Linked DNA regions of Sus scrofa: region 2 is linked to region 1. Evidence: chromatin contacts called from public HiChIP or PLAC-seq data. All regions are on one chromosome and are shown on one strand. Each heading gives the region's core, a stretch centred on a gene start, on an enhancer-like site or on the middle of the called end of the contact. The rest is flanking DNA. Distances are from core to core; before and after follow the strand shown.

What was found. HiChIP or PLAC-seq counts read pairs in DNA pulled down with a chosen protein or histone mark.
Region 2: an H3K27ac HiChIP or PLAC-seq map of alveolar macrophages shows a contact between it and region 1. The contact joins the promoter of AP3M1 here to the promoter of VCL in region 1. A contact is called at or near these places in 1 of 5 promoter capture datasets (fetal liver) and 2 of 2 datasets of contacts at active chromatin or transcription factors (alveolar macrophages and skeletal muscle).

What each region holds. Positions count from the first base shown.
Region 1 is chr14:76,696,466-76,702,092 of Sscrofa11.1, forward strand. It overlaps VCL (vinculin), which reads left to right and starts at 3,822. Exons shown (of 21, transcript NM_213934.1): 1 at 3,822-3,989. The coding sequence starts at 3,822. LOC102160869 (atherin-like) reads right to left here and starts at 3,682. Exons shown (of 3, transcript XM_013983354.2): 1 at 3,319-3,682. The coding sequence starts at 3,658.
Region 2 is chr14:76,833,255-76,839,805 of Sscrofa11.1, forward strand. It overlaps AP3M1 (adaptor related protein complex 3 mu 1 subunit), which reads right to left and starts at 2,420. Exons shown (of 9, transcript NM_001243516.1): 1 at 2,373-2,420. ADK (adenosine kinase) reads left to right here and starts at 2,818. Exons shown (of 11, transcript XM_003359240.4): 1 at 2,818-2,956. The coding sequence starts at 2,892.

The DNA.
Region 1 (5,627 bases), core at 2,572-5,071:
TAATCATGGACATAAAATCCACTATAGTCATAGTCTTGGGGATTATACCAGGAGTGGGAAATCTAGGGGGACATATTAGAATTTTACCTACTATAGTTGATAAGACATAGATAAGCGGAGATATTTCTTGGCAGGCAGAAGCTCAAAAGTGAAAGTCCACCACAGATTTTTGGAGATTGGTATATATTTGTGACTATTCCAATAATAAGAGCTTTCTTTTACTGAGGTCTCCTGGGTACATTACACAAATTCATTCACCAACCCTCATATCAGCTTTATGAGGGTGGCATTATTTCACTTTTATGAAGAAAGAAATCCAGAGAGAAGAAAAGCCACTTGCCAGGATTCCATCCCAATCTAATTGTAAAGATGGGATCATGGCTTGAGCTCTGGATGACTTCACATGGAGAGTTTGTGCTCTTTGTGGTGTTTAATCCACGTGACTGTGGGTCTGGGCGGGGAAGCAGAAGGCAGTAAGGTTGGTCTGAGCCTCGCCTTTGGAGGCATTGATATTAACATATGTTAACAGGTGGTGGGGAAGATTTTAGTGGGTGCGTGTGAATGTGGGGGAGGAAGGAGACAGAAGTGGATGTCAATGTGGATGGAGGCGAACACATGGACTGGATGTGCAATGTGGTGTTTGGGGGAGGTTAATATGGCCAGTCCAGAGGAGTCTGGATCACAAGACTGGAGGCAGGGATGAAACAATACAGTTAAAAGACGAGTGGATGATCAAGCCTCTGATTGTTGCTGCCAATTTACAGGAAATTCAAAGGACAGAGAACATGTTAAACTGCATGCAAGTATATAATTAGCAAAGTGGAGGCAGAAACTCTATGAGGATTATAGAAAACAAATCATATATACTTCCATTACTCAAATATTACTATTACTAATGTGAACTAATGAGCAGAGAAAACAGCTTTGGTAGCCATGGTAAGTCTAGACAATAATTTTATTAGTTTGATAAAAGGCTCCATTAGGAATGGGAATTCCTAGGGAGCTGTTTAGTAATTAATTTAGTCATGGCCAGACATAGGTTACCAGCTATGTAACTGGAACCAGGTTCATGGGTGTGCAGTCAGTGTAGCTACAGGGCCACATGCTGAGAACTTCACATTTGGGATCAGATACTCTGCAGTCATCATCTTGATTCTTTTTTTTTTTTTTTTCAGTGCTGCACCCATGGCATATGGCAGTTCCCAGGCTAGGGGTCAAATTGGAGCTACAGCTGCCAGCCTATGCCACAGCAACATGGGATCTGAGCAGCATCTGTGACTTACACCACGGCTCACGGCAATGCTGGATCCTTAACCCACTGAGCGAGGCCAGGGATTGAACCTGTGTTCTCATGGATACTAGTCAGGTTTATTAACCACTGAGCCACGATGGGAACTCCGCCACCTTGATTCTTAATAATTTTATCTTTGAGTTTGTATTTTAGAAGAGAAGTCCAATAGGACAGTTGGAACATGCATTGGGGGCTTGGGGCCTCAGATTCTGTATGGTCCTTCCTCCCACTACTTCACTTGGATGGGTTTTTAGCTGCTTGCTCTCTCCCAACCTCTGGCCCCCTGACCCCGCCCAGCCTCCCCTGACTCTGTTCAGGGACCACACTTCTACCCTTTGCTCTGCCTTGGGCAAGGTTCTGTGTATGCCACAAGGTGTCTAAGGGTGAGGCATGGAGGTGGCCATTCTCAACCTAAGCTATCAATGCCATGCATTTATTGTGCTCAACTCAGTGGAGGTGAGCCTCCTGTCTTTCTTCATCCAATTGTTGAGAGAGTCTCAAGGCTGGAGGTTGCAATACCTTTGGAGGTCACCCATTTGCTGTGGATTGAGGAGGTAGGCCTGTGGGAAGGGGAGATGCCTGACTTGGGTCACTGTCCATCACTGGGAATTGCATGTCAGTCCAACAGTAGACAAGAGGGTTCTTTAGGTTCCTGTGGGGGGATCTGTATTCATCCCAAAGGTATCTGCTCCCCAGGGAGTGTGACACTAAATAGCAAATAAAAAATACCGTGACTGGTTGAGAGAGATACCACCAAAGAAAGGAACAAGCTTTGCATTTTAGTATCTTTAACAACACTTTTTCCTCCTTTTAGATCTACATTTTTACTTTGCACTGGTTCCGCAAATCGAGTTGGTGGTTCTATATGCAATCTTAGAAATTACAAAATGCCAAATTCTAAGTTTCCTAGAACTTAGAAAATAACAACTAAATGTTAAATTAAGATAGAGAGAGAAAGCAATCCATTGTCTATGAGGACATTGAAAGCAATAAAGAAAAAGTGGAGGTATTAGAAGGAAAAGTGCAGGATTTGGTAACTCACACAGCAGAACCAAGGATGTATATTAACTGAGAAAACAAAACAAAACAACCAAAACAACAACAACAAAAATAACTGCTAAAGTTGCACAGGGCAAGACACAGTTTAGTCTCTTGTAAAACATAGGCCCTTGAGAAATACGTTCATTTGACTTGCACATCTTCTGCTTGGAGGTATTAGTGAAAGTGTTTTGTCTTAGAATGGAGAAGCTTAGGCAAAAGAAATTTTGAGGTGAGGAAGACATTTAAAAGATGTCTTCTACAAAGCACACTGAGAGGATTAGGCAATTTGGTCTTATCAAAATGTAAAATGTACATTTCTGCATTTTTACTCATTTTTAGTCCTAGATAAATATACATACACACAATACATAGGCAAGTACTGTGATGTTCAAGCAGAATTGTTGTTGTTGTTGTTTTGGCCCTGCTGTGGCATGTGGAACTTCCTAGGTCAGGGATCAACCTGGGCCAGAGCTGTTACCAGAGCCATAGCAGTAACAACGGTGGGTCTTTAACCTGTTGAGCCACAGGGGAATTCCCAGAATTGTCTTTTAATAGCAAAAAACAGAATCCAACTTAAATGTCCATTACTAGGAAATTATTCAATTCCATACAATGGAATACCATGCAGTCATTAAAAAGAATGAGGTAGACCTAGACCTACATTTACCAACAGTGAGATGATCAGGGTATTCCAAGGGGGAAAAATATCAAGTTCCAGGAAAATGTTTAATCTTACTTACTTAGAAAAAAATATACGTGCACAACAAAGTGAGCAGACAAAGGTCTCGAAGCTTGCGCACCAAACTGTTAACAGTGAGTATTCTGAGGACACAGAGGGTGGAGTGTGTGTGAATGAATGGGATGCTCCTGTTTCTCTATGCACTTCTGTTTTTTGACTATATTACAGAGAGGAAATGGAAAGAGTATTTTCAGGGCATCGTTTCAAGGGAAAAGTTGGGCAGCAGGCAGGGAGAACTATAGCTCACCAGTCTTGTCAGATTCCAGCGCCGCGGGAGGTAAGGAGAACCCGCCCAGCTGAGGTGATTCTGCAGAGGGGCGGCGCTCCGCAGAGACGAGGCGGGAGGCCGCCCCGGGGGGCGGGGCCCCGACTCCAGCCTCACGTTCCGTTCCCACCATGCCCTTATAAGGAGCGCCCGGCGTTAGGGCTCGGGAATCCGGTCGCAATCCCTTAGGCGCAGCCCCAATCCCAGGCCCCTCCCTTGGGAATGGGGGCGGGGCGGGGTCTTGGCGGCGCGGTTGTGGGGGCGGGGCATATCTAAGCAGGACCAATAGGAATGGTGGCTCCGATCTGAACGGCGCTGCCATTGGGCGCGGCGACGCGAGGGGGTGGGGCGCCCGCGAGGCTGGTTACGCCGAGGGAAGCCCGGACTCCGTAGTCGCTGCTCGGAGTCCCTCTCTTCGCGGGTTCCCCTCTCTGCCGTTCTCAGTTCTCTGTAGCCCGCGGTTCGCCGCCCCGCTAGCCGCCGCGATGCCGGTGTTTCATACGCGCACGATCGAGAGCATCCTGGAGCCGGTGGCGCAGCAGATCTCGCACCTGGTGATCATGCACGAGGAAGGCGAGGTGGACGGCAAAGCCATCCCTGACCTCACCGCGCCTGTGGCCGCCGTGCAGGCGGCGGTCAGCAACCTCGTCCGGGTGAGCGCGCCAGGCCTGGGATGGGGAACGGGGGCGGGAGACGTCCCAGGGGTCCCGGCCCGCCTCGCGGCTCCCCTGTGCTGCCTGCGGCTTTGCGCGTGGGCTCTGGAGCCAGACCGCCTCCGGTTTGAATCCTGACTCCCCCGCGCTGTGACCTTGAGCAAGACCCCGAGTCTCTCTGAGCTTCAGTTTTGTCATCTATGAAATGGGGGCAGTCGTAATAATGCCTGCCTTGCGGGTTTGTTGTGAAGATTCCGCGAGGTTTTTGTAAAGTGCCTAGCGCGGTGTTATGATCTATAGTAAGCGCTCAATAAATGATAGGTGTTAGGAGTCTGATAGCCCCTTTCTCTCAGTAGTCTGTCGCCCCACCGGTTGACACTCTTGCTCACAGCTCCTTTTTAGGCCTCCCGAGCCTCTGGGCTGGCGGGCTTCTCCACCGATTCTCTGCCTTTCCTTCCAGAGATTATTAGAGCCACGTTGTTCTCCTTCCTGATACTTGCCCCTCGCCTTAAAACCTGCCTCACCCACCACCCCTCCCCAGAGCTCCCCGCGTCCGGCGCTTTTGTCCACTTGTCTTACTGGCCACTCGTCTCCGTCTCCTCCCTCCCTGGGCATTCTACTTCTGCTCACACCTCTGGCCCTCACAAACGCCGGGTTATGTCTTTATGCAGAAATTCATAACCCTTTCCCCCTTTCGCTTAACCCTGCTGCCTTTCATTCCCCGTCCCCTCCCGCTCCCGTGGAGATTTCCACCTGGTTTTACCTGCTGTCAAACGGCGTCCTCCCACGGGAGCCTTTCCAGATCGGGGGCCCTTCTTGTCGGCCCCTCCTCCTGACAGGAAGCAAGATGGAGCTGCTGGGAGAGGCCTTTGGAATCTGGGATCTGCGGCCCCTGCCGGAGAAAAGGCCGGGGCGTCTCCTCCCAGATCCACAACTTTCCTAGGTGGCTAAGTGGCCCTGCAAGACCCCTGTAGCCCGCAGCTGTGACTAATAACTGAGGTGATTCCTGGAGGAGGCGGAGCCCACTTCTGAAATGGAAGAAGAGGTGCTGTGTGACCAGTCTCCTAACACTCCGATGGCTAATATCACACTTTTCTTTCCCACCCTGGGTGGGTGACTCAGACAGCTGCTGCCTGTGAGGAACAACTTTGGAAAAAGTTCATACTGCTCCCCCACTGAGCTTTGTGGAGTGCCTGTCAGGGTAGTTAGGAGGCTGGGAGGCAACCGTGGGTCTGGGTGGGGCTTGAGTTACTTACCTGATGAGAGCACTTTAATGCTTTGGAGGCATTTAAACGTGAAAGTCTTCCCCAGTCTTCTAGGGCTCTCCTCCACTGTTCAGGACTAGGAAGATGCTACTGACCAAATTCCCGTGCTGCCTTCTGTGTAGATTTAGCAAGACTCTGATATTCAGGAAGAATATTGTATTCATTCAAAATGTCTAGTTCTACAGTGTTCTTGTTCTTTTTATAACTAGTTTTAATCGAAGACTCCAGAGTACATTCCTATGTAGTGTTGTCTAACATGGCTGCATTCCAGGCCTCCATTTTTCAACAAATAGGAAACAATGTAAAGAGACAAGGTAATAGTGTCCCTCCAAGGAGTCTTTCAGGAAATGAAATCTTAAAACCACATGTTTCA
Region 2 (6,551 bases), core at 1,170-3,669, 140 kb after region 1:
CCCCCTTCATTAACACCTCTCATTCATAAAATTTTAATATCACACAATGTTTATCTCTTTATGTACTGTAAATATTGGTTTTATACATAAAAAGCATAATTTTTTTTCCTTACAAGAAGCAAATTTTGTCCCTGATGAGAATGTACAATTCAACACATAGGCATTGGTGATCTTAAAGCAGTTTCAGTAGTAGTTCAGTGGAATGCTGGAAGCAAGAATATACTGCAGCGGGCCAAAAAATAAATAGCAAGAAGTGGGAAAAAGAGAGATAAGGCGAGTAGATGATACAGTCAAGAACTCTGGCTGTGAAGGAGATAAAAAGACAGGAAAATAAACTGGAGTGGTTTATAAAGTTAAGGAAGACTATTTTTAAAAGCTGAAGGAAAAATGTGAGAAGGGAAAGGCTGATGATATAAGAGTGAGGGAATAACTATAAACAAAAGAAGACCCTGAGGATGTGGGAGAGGATGACACTGGGGAACTTAAGTGAAAAGATCTGCCTTCCTTAAGGAAAAGGAATACTTTTCCCTCTTTAAACAGAAGGAAAGCAGGTTTGTGTATTTGGCTGCAGAAAGATGATGGCTTCTATTTTCTCTGTGGAATAGGAGAGAGAGTCATCTATAGAAAGAGAGAATTCCTCTTCTCTACAAATACCATCTGCTACTCACTAATAATTATTAAGCTACTTAAAAATATCTAGTTTGCAGGGAACTCCAATAATCTATTATGTTTACTGTTGAGAAACAATGTAGAAATCCCAAGATTCGGTAAGAAAGGCTACCTTTATTGCCAAGAGAGCTTTCCCACCAAAGGTATGTTAAGTTTCAGATGATTTTTCATTCATCGAATTCCTCTTTTTCTATGGTCTCAAGTCAAAGTGTGCTCTGTTGTTTCCAACACTAATTTTTCCACTTGTAATTCTGATCCCATTTCCTTTTCTCTCTTCCCAAGTCTTAACTCCTTTTCCCTGGATCTTTAATCTTATACATTAGTTACCTGCTTTCTGCTCCCAAACATAAAGTGTCTGATATTCTTTGAAACAAACAAACCCCAAATCTTTTAGGGACCTTGCCACCTCAACAATCTTTTGCTTCATGGTCCAAAAGAAGAAGCAGGGAGTTCCTGTCGTGGCGCAGTGGTTAACGAATTAGACTAGGAACCATGAGGTTGCGGGTTCGATCCCTGCCCTTACTCAGTGGGTTAACGATCCAGCGTTGCCGTGAGCTGTGGTGTAGGTCGCAGATGCGGCTCGGATCCCGCGTTGCTGTGGCTATGGCGTAGGCCGGCGGCTACAGCTCCGATTCGACCCCTAGCCTGGGAAACTACATACGCCGCGGAAGCGGCTCAAGAAATGGCAAAAAGACAAAAAAAAACAAACAAAACAAAACCAAAAAAAAAAAAAAAAAAAAAACCCAAAAAAACAAAAGAAGAAGCACTAGTCTGCACGTGCAGTCTCTCCTCTCAGTAAATGATGCTTTAAAGCAGTTTTCTCAAATAACCCAATGACTTCCTAATCATTAAATCCAACGACCTATTCTCAGACTTCAACTTTGTCCTTTGATCCTTGCAGTATTTCATGTCCCTAATAAATTTGCCCAAAACAAGACAAATACTTCTTACCAAATTATGTGAAATTTCATCTGTTTTTGTTTTCACCTCGAAAGCTTCTTTCAGATGTACTTGTAAGTTTTTTTTTTTTTTTTTTTTTCTTTTTAATCTTTCTATTACCTCCACCTAAACCACTGTTTCAAACTCGATATATCCCAAACTCCACAAGATTCTTCCTTTTCATGTAAGGACTCCTAACTTTATGAAGGTACCACCTTTCTGATGAAGCGTTGGCTTCGGGTTCAATACAAATCCACCAAACCATATCATTCATCACTTTTCCATACTCGCTGTCACCTCCTCAGTTTTGATTCCCATCAACTCACTTCTGAAAAAATGCAACACTCTCCTCACCCTATTCCCCACCCCAGGCCCATCCTGGGCGACACGCTCTAACAGGACGTCCGCTTAGGTCAGTTAAGGATTTTGTCCTCCACAGTAGAAACCTGAGGCTGAGATCAGAGTCACCGGTATTCCAGCTCACTGTGCGTTACAAGACCGTTTTCCCGTGGCAGAGAACGGCGAGGGACCCAAAAAGCCAGAACCTCTTGGGCCTAGGGCCTAGAAACACTGGCAAGTACACCGCTCCCTTCCGGCCCAGCTGACAAGAAAGACCGGAAGGCCTAGTGGGAGGCACGGCCCCGGTAAACAGCACTGGAGACGCTTCCGTAGCCCAGCCTGGAGTTCAGAGCCTTGGCTATTCCGTCAACCCCCCAGATTTCGAGCTGTCCCCTATCCGCACACTCCCAGCCCCTCACACTCACCCCGACACCAGGGCCAGCCAGTGATTAGATGCGGGGTCCTCTCCAGAGCGAGGCTGAGGAAGCTGAGAAGGTCGTGAGGACCCCTGCAGTTGAGGTGCCTGGTAGATTGCCTGACTAACAGCCTCAAAGAAACCAACAGTATTGGAAAGATTAAACGAGCGGGAAGACGCTGAATGAGAAATATGTCTTTTGAAGTTTAGGATATAATCTTCTAGATCACACAGAATCTAGAAAAATAGGGAGTTTCGCATCTTCTGGACTCAGGCGCTCATCCGCAGTCTAAACCAGTTAGGGGTGCCCCTACAGTCGGACTGGCGGGGTCCGGAGGGGCTGTGCATTATCCAATGGGTGAGGCCCAGAAGTAAAGCCAATGGCTGTGGTCGGGAGAGGCGGGGACTAGGGGGAGGAGAGAGGGGCGGGGTCTAGAGGAAAGGAGGCGGTGATGGGAGGAGGGGGCGTGGCCAAGGAGCCGAAGGGGTGGGGCGTGCGCTGGTGCTTAAGTGAGGTGGGAGCGTGAAGATGGCAGCGGTTGAAGAAGAGCCAAAGCCCAAAAAGCTGAAGGTGGAGGCGCTGCGAACGCTGAGGTGAGCACTACCTGACGTAGGGTGGAGGGCAACGGCGCCTGCCGCTAACCTTGGCCCACGTGGGGTTGCGCGGCTTCGGCGCTGGGTGCTATCCTCACCGCCCGCCTGAGGCCAGCGCTCGTATCCGCTGGGCTGCGACCCTTTGCCCGGCGCCTGCCCAGTTTAGTTCAGTCTCCGCCTGCTCGCCCTTGGCCAATCACAGCGCTGGCGGGGCGCTCGGAGCTGGCGGTGGAAGGCTGTGGGCGCCACGTGGGAGCCGGTCCGCACAGGGCAGATGTGACCTAGGAGGACCAGACCCGACCTGAGCCGCGTCACCTGCGGCTACCTCCTTTTTCCTGGGGATAACGAGGAAAATGCGTAGCGACTGCACTACCCCGGGAGAAAAACAGAATTTAGGGGAATTTTCGCGGAAAGACGTCTTCACCTTATTTTTGGTATATTCGCTACTGAAGTCTGGTACCTTTGCAGACCCTTTTCCAGGGACCGGGACCCCACCTCCGAGGCTTTGCGGGGATGGAATTTGCCTGAATGGTTAGGAAAAGTTGATTTTTCTTACTTTCTTTGCATTTTTTGGCAGTAGTGGAGATAGTTCTCCACCTAATTTTTGCTTTACAGGTGATTTGATGTTTCAGCTTTTGCTTATTGGTTAATATAGTATCCCCTAATAAACATGAGGTGTAGTATATATATTCTTTGCTGATTTTGAAATGCTCCTTGGAAGGCAATAAATTTTGTGTCTTAAACTAGACATATCAAACTGATTTAGAACTCTTGAGACACTCCTAATTGTACAAGACAAAGCTCACTTCTTCCAACATTACCCTTCACCTCTGAAAGAGTGAATCATAATTGAAAATGAAAGGTCACTAAGGGATCTGGTGGTGTGTTCATGCTGTTTGAATGGTTAGTGACCAAATCCCTGCCAGTGCCTTTAATATATTTCATATTAATACTCTGGTTTCTCTTCAGATCGTATAAATCTTTCGCCTTTTAATATATTTCATATTACCCTCAAAAGGGCAAAGGTTTAGTGTGCCTACCTTACACAAAGAAAATAAACTTTTTTTTTTTTTGGATTCCTCAGGATGTTCTATTTTTGTTTTAGGATTTCAAACTATAGACTAAAGCAAAGGCTTTTGAATCAGACCTCCCTGGGTTAAAGGCATGTGCTTCCCTCCTTTGATCATTTATTAGAGAATTTCCTTAAAAAGCACCTCCTTTACAAATTTTCCTCTTTCAAATTGGAAGACAGCTGCAACTTTTCTGTTATCCTACATACAGCCCTCAGATTTTCTGTTCATGCTAATCCATTTTCAAAGTGCTTTCCTATTTTACAAATGAGAAAATGGAAGCCTGAGTGAAACAGTTGAGGAAATGAAGTATGAACCCAGAGCAGCTGGGTGCAAATTCATTGTTATTTGACTTTATTGTGTGCTTTTCTCTGCTTATGCATGCTTAAAATAATGATAAATAATAATGTTTAATATGTATTCTGTCAGCATGTTACCTACTTTAACTCATTCAATCCCACAGCAACCCTACAAGGAAGACACTATAATTATATCCATTTTATCAAGGAGAAAACAGGTATAGAGAGGTTAAGTAACTTGATCTGGGTCACCTATCTAGTAAATGATGGGGTTAGGATTTAAAAACAGTCTGATTCTAAGTCTGTACTTAGAATTTAATTACCATACTAAATTTATCAACTTTATGCAATTTATCCAAAAGCCCTAGTGAACTCTAGGGTAGTTCTCAACCAGGGGAAATATTGTCCCCCAGGGAACATTTTGGCGATGGCTGTAGACATACTTGGTGGAGAGTGCTAATGGCACCAGGTAGGTGGGATTTAGGAATGATGCTAAACATTGTACTATGCACAGGAAGCCCCCTACAACAAAGAATTATCTAGACAAAATTGACAATAGTGTGAGATTGAAAAAAAAAATTTTGGTTCTAGGGTGAGCAGCTGACAAGTCTAGCCTCTCTTTCTCAAATATCCTTTTTTTTTTTGGTCTTTTTAGGGTCACACCCTCTGCATATGGAGGGTCCCAGGCTAGGGGTTGAATCAGAGCTGTAGCTGCTGGCCTATACCACAGCTACAGCAATGCCGAACATGAGCCGCATCTGTGATCTATATTACAGCTCAAATCAATGTTAGATCCTTAACCCACTGAGCAAGGCCAGAGATTGAACTTGCATCCTAGTTTTTCAGTGTGCAGCAGTTACTGAAGTTGCAAAGAATAAGCTGGCTCTATCATGTTTTCTTCTTACTGAGTTACAGAACAGAAGAGGACATTGAGTGCCAGGCATTATACTAGGAGCTTTATATATACTATCTCATTTAATCCTTCCAGCAACCTGTGAAGTATGAGTAATTATCCTTGTGTTACAGATGAGGTATTTAGGGTTAAAAGAAGTTGAGAGAAACATTTTTTGGTAAATGCTCCCTAGATGAAGATGTTCCATGACAACTACCTATATTTAGATCCACTTAATTTTCTTTTCTCTCCTTTGAAAAATATTGTCCAAGTTCATTTCTTTAGCAGTCATTTTTAAGGGGACTGTGTTTTTTCAGTCAGTCTTTCAAGCCTTCTATTCTAGGCATGGTGCTAAAAATTAGGTACATATGGAGAGAGACCTAAGACCCAGGTATCATTCTCCAGGTGGAAGATGAATGGGGTTTGGGAAAATGATACCAGAGCATTCTGAAAGATGACAAAGAGCTAACTGGGTGTGAAATCAGGTGTCTGGCTTTATAGAAAAGTTTGTTTGGAGGTAGAAATGGGAGAGAGCTGCCTCTGTTTGGGAACTACATTTGTTTGGTCGGACTGAAGCGAGTGTAGGGTCCAGGCTTTGAGCTGGTCACCTTCGCATGTATCATCTTTCTGTTTCTCTGTGCTTCAGCTCTCAAACCCTAATTTTAACTGTCTGCTACATATCTCCTTCTGAGTGTGTTGCTGACACTTCGAAGTCATATGTATTAAACTAAATCCATCTACTATCCTAAGTCTACACCTTCTGTGGTCCCTATGTCTGTTAATGGCACCACTAACTTCTCTTACTCCAAAGTTTGGAATCTAGATACTCGATTCATTTTCCCTCTGCATGTAGTGTAGTTATCAAAGTTAATCTTTTCTTCTTCAGCAACATCTGATAAATTCCTTTTCTTTTCCCTCGCTGCTGCCACAACTCAAGTTTAGACTTCATTTTGCTTAGACTTTATATTGGCTTTCTAACCAGTCTCTCCACCTCCAGTCTCAAGTTCTATCTAATCATCGTTAATCATAGCTCTAGTTATTTATCACAGCAAATATTTGTAAGCTGTAACGGTGTTAGAAATGGTTGAATTTGAAGAGCCCACTTCTTAACTCTCTCTGAGTCAGCAGTTATGCATTTTTCTGGGTCATGAATTTTAATCTCTATTAAAAAGGAAAAACTGCAGTTCTCCAATCAGCAAATGTTGAGCTTTTCTCAAATTATTGATTCCCAACCATTTTACTTTCTTTTTTTTTGCTTTTTAGAGCCGCACTCACGTCATATGGAGGTTCCCAGGCTAGGGGTCTAATCAGTGCTATAGCTGCTGTCCTATGCC